Linked DNA regions of Sus scrofa: region 2 is linked to region 1. A link is a contact called in public HiChIP or PLAC-seq data. All regions are on one chromosome and are shown on one strand. The core of a region is the stretch at or near the end of the contact, and the rest is flanking DNA. Distances in the headings are between cores, read along the strand shown.

Evidence for each region. HiChIP or PLAC-seq counts read pairs in DNA pulled down with a chosen protein or histone mark.
Region 2: an H3K27ac HiChIP or PLAC-seq map of skeletal muscle shows a contact between it and region 1, with 8 times the contacts expected there. The contact joins the promoter of ZNF330 here to the promoter of INPP4B in region 1. A contact is called at or near these places in 2 of 2 datasets of contacts at active chromatin or transcription factors (alveolar macrophages and skeletal muscle).

What each region holds. Positions count from the first base shown.
Region 1 is chr8:84,810,639-84,813,338 of Sscrofa11.1, forward strand. INPP4B (type II inositol 3,4-bisphosphate 4-phosphatase) reads left to right here and starts at 1,444. Exons shown (of 30, transcript XM_021100673.1): 1 at 1,444-1,686.
Region 2 is chr8:86,035,299-86,037,998 of Sscrofa11.1, forward strand. It overlaps ZNF330 (zinc finger protein 330), which reads right to left and starts at 1,440. Exons shown (of 10, transcript XM_021101553.1): 1 at 721-1,440.

The DNA of each region.
Region 1 (2,700 bases), core at 194-2,693:
TTTAATTCCTTTTGTAAACATTTATTGACGCTAGGACGTTAGGCATTGTTCCAAGTTCTGAGGAAGAGCAATAGGAAAAAACAAACAAACAAACAAACATCAAAGTCTCTGCTCTCATTGATAAAGCTTCTAACCTGCTGGCTGGCAGTGAAATGCTTGCGGAGAGAATGGATGCCTAGAGTAGGAAGTGACAGCAGGGGTGACAGGTGGGGACAGCTACAGCTTCCCACTTGGTGTAACATTAAGCCCTGACTTAACCCAAATCGATGTTACCATCCTAACTTTGGGATTCCAGTCTCTCTGCGTGGCAAATGTAACCTGAGCATACTGGTATTCTCACTCCGCCTTATTATCTTTTAAAAGTGCCCTTACCGAGGGTGCTTGCCTGGACTGGGGCTGGCATTCCCAGCTTTACCATTACCTTTGAGCAGCTCAGTCAATACCTCTCCACGAGAACCGCCAGGTGGCACCTGTAAGGCGCAGATGGGGAGAGGCATTTGCCCCACACCCCGCAACCCGGAATAGCCAGGCAGCTTGCCTTCGCCCGTGGGCTTGTTTGCGAGGAAGTGAGGGAGTTTTAGCCTCGGTTCAGACTGCGCGATTACGTACCCTGTTTTCCTGACACCCAAACAGACAGAGCGTAGATTTGTCTCCACGCGCCGGGGCTGCCAAAGGCGTGACACACGCCTGTGGGGAACAGCTCGGCCTCAGTCCCCGAGCAGAGACGTGGGGACTGCGGCGGGTGGTCGGTGGGCTGCGCTGAGCTGGAAGCCTCGCCATTGCCCAGGTCTCCTCCGCCCTAAGTCCGGGCCCAGGCAGAGGAGTAGTAAGAGAGACAGGTCCCAGAGTGGTGGCAGGCAGAAGTCCGGGGAACGGGGCGGGGACGGGGGGAACGTCGCTTCCCTACCCTCCCGGACTGAGCCCGGTTCTGGGGCGCCCCCTTTCGCCGTTTAAAAACCCCTGTGGTTTCCGTGGCCCCGGCCGCGGCGTGGCGGCCTCGGGTCACCTCTCACCACCGCTCCGCAGCGGTGCTCCTGGCAGCACAGGCTAGGGACCGTCCCCGCTGGCAGAGGGGCCCAGCAGAGGGTCGGGGTGCGGGGTGGCGGTACACAGAGTGAGCCTGTTGGGGTCATTTCAGGTTGGGCGGCGGGGACATCAACTCCACTCCATCGGTAGTGGGAGGCGAGCTGCGCCAGCTGCGCGACTCTTGCTGCCGTCGCTGCCTCTGTTCGGGCGCCGGTGACATTGGGAGGAGACCGCTGGGAACCAGCAGAAGAGGAAGAGGAGCAGGGAGGGGTGGGATTGGAGGGGCGGGGGGGGTGCGGGGGGAGAAAGTAGCGATTGTGCCAGGGGAGCATGTGAGCAGGGGAGAGGCGGCCGCGCCGGCGACAACTTCTCCGGGGCGCGCGCGGCGGGGCGGGGAGCGAGCGGGGAGCGCGGCGGGAACCCGGAGCCCGAGGGAGGCGCGGGCGCCTCGGGGAGCAGCCGCTCGCGCCCTGCGCCCTGCGCCGCCGCGCCGCCGGCTCGCTTCCTCCGGGTTCCCAGCCCGGGTGCTGAGGCTCCGGTCTATAAATAGCAGGTTACAGCTCTCGCTAGGCGCGCACACGCTCACCCGCGAACGCCGGAAAGTCAGGCTAAAAGTGTCTGCTGCTGCTGCTGCCGCCCCCCACTCCGCCTCCAGGAGAGGTAATTACCCGCCGGGGCTCCCAGGGCCGGGTGGGGGGTTTGGCCAGGGTGGTCTGGGAGGCGGTGGGGAATGTGTCAGGCGTTGGAGCGGGTCTGAGAGCGGGGTGGGGGGGGTCACGTCCTGGCGGGGGGTGGTGAGGGAGTCTTGTTTGGCATTAAGTTTCTCAGCCTGGCAGCCCCGATAGCCCCATACGGCCCTCGCGCCTAAGGGGTGTGGTGCGCTGCCTCTCCTCGGCAGCAGGAGTACCCCTGACCCCCGCGGACACTCTGGCCCGGCGCCGCTCGGTCGGGCCCACGCGCGGGTTCACGTTCATCCTCACCCCTTCACACTCACTCTCAGGGCCCCGGGTTAACTCCGAGCTCTGGCCTCGCTGACCTTCCAAGGCTGCGCCCACCCTCGCGGTCCCTTTGGAGGGGCTGCGGTGGCCAGAGGGAGGGGGGGCTCGCTCTCATCCCTATCCCGGCCACAAAGCTGCCAACGCCGCCCGCCCCGGGAGAAGTCGCCTTCAGGGCGAAGGGTGGGGGTGGGGTGGGGGTGGGAGTGAGGGTGCTTGATACTGGGGTCTCAGTTGCCCCGTTTTGGGCTTTTCCTAAAGAGTCCCTGTCATGACCACCCTCGTTCCACTCCCAGCAACTCAGCCCGCTACGTGTCTCTTCTTGGCAACCAGACATCACTTGTCCTCCCACAGAGAGGTCCTTCTAAAGGGTCAGAAAGCCAGGGCCATGACTTGAAAGCGCGGTGGTGGTGCTGCTGGTGGTACTGTGTGTTGTGGGGGGAGCATCGTTGTTTGAAGTCTGAAAACTGCGCTGCAGGGTCCGCGAGCTCTCAGGGCACCTCTGGCACGGAGCACCCAGGCCAGGGATGTTCGGAGCTAGGGGTCGTTCCTGAAGGGACTTTCAGGCTTGTCGCTGGGACTAAGACCAGGATGCTGGAGCTCCAGGTACCTGTTTTTGCCCCTCCCTTTGCCTCTGAAATCTCCTCCCTGTTGGGGGGTGGTTTCTGTCCCTAGAAGA
Region 2 (2,700 bases), core at 190-2,689, 1.2 Mb after region 1:
GGTTAACGATCCGGCGTTGCTGTGAGCTGTGGTGTAGGTTGCAGACGCGGCTCAGATCCCGCGTTGCTGTAGCTCTGGCGTAGGCCGGTGGCTATGGCTCCGATTCGACCCCTAGCCTGGGAACCTCCATATGCCGCAGGGGCGGCCCAAGAAACAGCAAAAAGACCAAAAAAAAAAAAAAAAAAAAAAATCCGAGTGGTCGTTAGCTGAGACTTAAAAATACAGACAAACCAGGCCGAGAGCTTTAACTGAGTAAGTGGTTACTGGGAGTAACGTCCAAGTCCACTAGGTCACTCTTCCAGTATTTAAAATGACAAAATACACAAGGTGAAAAAAATGTGTACTGCCCTGGCCAAAGGAGTTCATAAAATAATCACAGGGTGATCATCGAATGAATTCCTGCGTCCCCAGGGGTGAACCCGCTAAGTTGAGCCTCCTTTTTTCCGCCTAGTTTGTTTTGTAAACTTTAAGAGTGAATTCTATTTCTCAGCCTTATATGGACTTAAGCCCTTCCCGAGGACGTGGCCCGTGTCACGAAATGAGGAAACAAGCCCAGGGTGCCTGCAGCTTTGGAGGTAAGTCTGCAGCCCGAGGACCCTGCGGGGCGCAGGGGGCGTCCAAAGGAGACGACGTAGGTGCCACGCGGCTGGGGGAACCAACAGCCGGCCCCCGCCCGCGGGGCACCCTCCCTCGCGCGCGCTCCGGGCCGACCTCGCTCACCCTCGCAGGGAGGCCGGGCTCACTCCGGGGGCCGAGGGGCAGGGATAGCGTGAGGCCGGCCCGCAGCAGCACCAGATTCTATTCCTGGACCACGACTCCGGGTGGAGAAACGCTACTAAACCCACGGAAGGCGGACCGAGCAGCTTCAGGGTACTGAGAGCCGGACCGGATGTCCTCTGACGTAAGCAACGTCCTCACGGCCGCACGTCGACAGGAGAGGACACGCCCACTTCTGTTCGCTCCGCCCCGGCCCTCCCTCTCCCGCGGAGGGCGGAGCTCCCAGCCCTGGGCAGAAGACCTGACCAAGAGGGAAGATGGGGAAACAGAAGGAGGAAAAAGATGGGGAAGGCCTCCTCAATTTTGTTTTTAGAAAAGGAGAAATCTAAAGGAAGAGACAAAACTAAGAGGAAAAAACTTCTCCATGAGGGCTTCATCAAATCTCCCCTTTCTCAAACTTCTACCACTTCCACTTCCTCCATCAGTTTTAGAAGATATTGTTCCCTCCTATCTCATAGAGAAAATAGAATAATATCAGTAAGAGCTAAACAATATCATTTTGTGCTCCTGGCCTTCTAATTTCGTTACATGTATAGCATTCACTCCTAATTTTACATATGATGAAACTTGGGCGAAGAGAATATGCAACTTGATTCAATATTACACAGAAGGTTTAGCTTGTCATATCATCTCTTGTAGCAATTAAACTTTCTTAAAACTTTTGGTCTCAGGACCCCTTGAAAACTCTTAAGACTTGAGAATCCTAACAAGTTTTTTTATGTGGGTTATACTCTACTGATGTTTATCAAATAAAAAAAGATAAATTTTTAATGTTTACAAATTTATTAAAAATTATATTTATAGGAATTCCCGTCGTGGCACAGTGGAAACGAATCCGACTAGGAACCACGAGGTTGCAGGTTCAATCCCTGGCCTCAATCAGTGGGTTAAGGATCCAGCATTGCCATGAGGTGTGGTGTAGGTCATAGACATGGCTCGGATCTGGCATTGCTGTGGTGTAGGCCAGCGGCAACAGCTCCACTTGGACCCCTAGCCTGGGAACCTCCATATGCCGTGGGTTCAGCCCTAAAAAGACAAAAGACAAAATAAATAAAATAAATTCATTCAAAAAAATTGCATTGATAAATCTATCACATGTTAGTATAAATAGCATGTCTTTTTTTTTTTTTTTTTTTTTTTTTTTTTTTTTTTTGTCTTTTTGCCTTTTCTAGGGCCACTCCCGTGCCATGTGAAAGTTCCCAGGCTAGGGGTCTAATCGGAGTTGTAGCCACCGGCCTATGCCAGATGCACAACAACGCAGGATCCAAGCCACATCTGCAGCCTACACCACAGCTCAAGGCAATGCCAGGTCCTTAACCCACTGAGCAAGGGCAGGGATGGAACCCGAAACCTCATAGTTCCTAGTCGAATTCATTAACCACTGCACCACAACGGGAACTCCTAAATAACATATTTCTAAGAAAAATAACTATATTTGCTCAAACAAAAAACGTAGAAGAGTGGTACTGTCTTACATTTTTGCAAATCTCTTTAAAGTTTCATAGAAGGCAGCTGAATTCTTGTATCTGCCATTTAATTGAGAAATGTTTCGATGTTTCCATTTTCCCTGTGGAACCCAGCAGGACCCTATGAGGCCTTCCCAGAGTAGACCCCACACCCGTCCTCCACCTGCCTTTTTATCTATAGAAAAACTATAGTCAAAGAATCAATTTAATCAGAGAAATGAGATAAAACAGAGAAGAAGTAAAACAGTCAAGCAAGACAGAATAATAATAGTTTAACCATTCAACAAAATCCAGGATCTTTAGATCTTCCTCAGAGACTATAGATAATATTCTGAGCCATGTCCTTAGAGCTGTTTTGCAGGTGCCGAAGCCCCCACAGGGCAGAAGAAGTTAACTGTATGCTTCCCACAAGCATGTAGACCACAGACGGGGTTGGAACCGGAAGCTTGATAACACT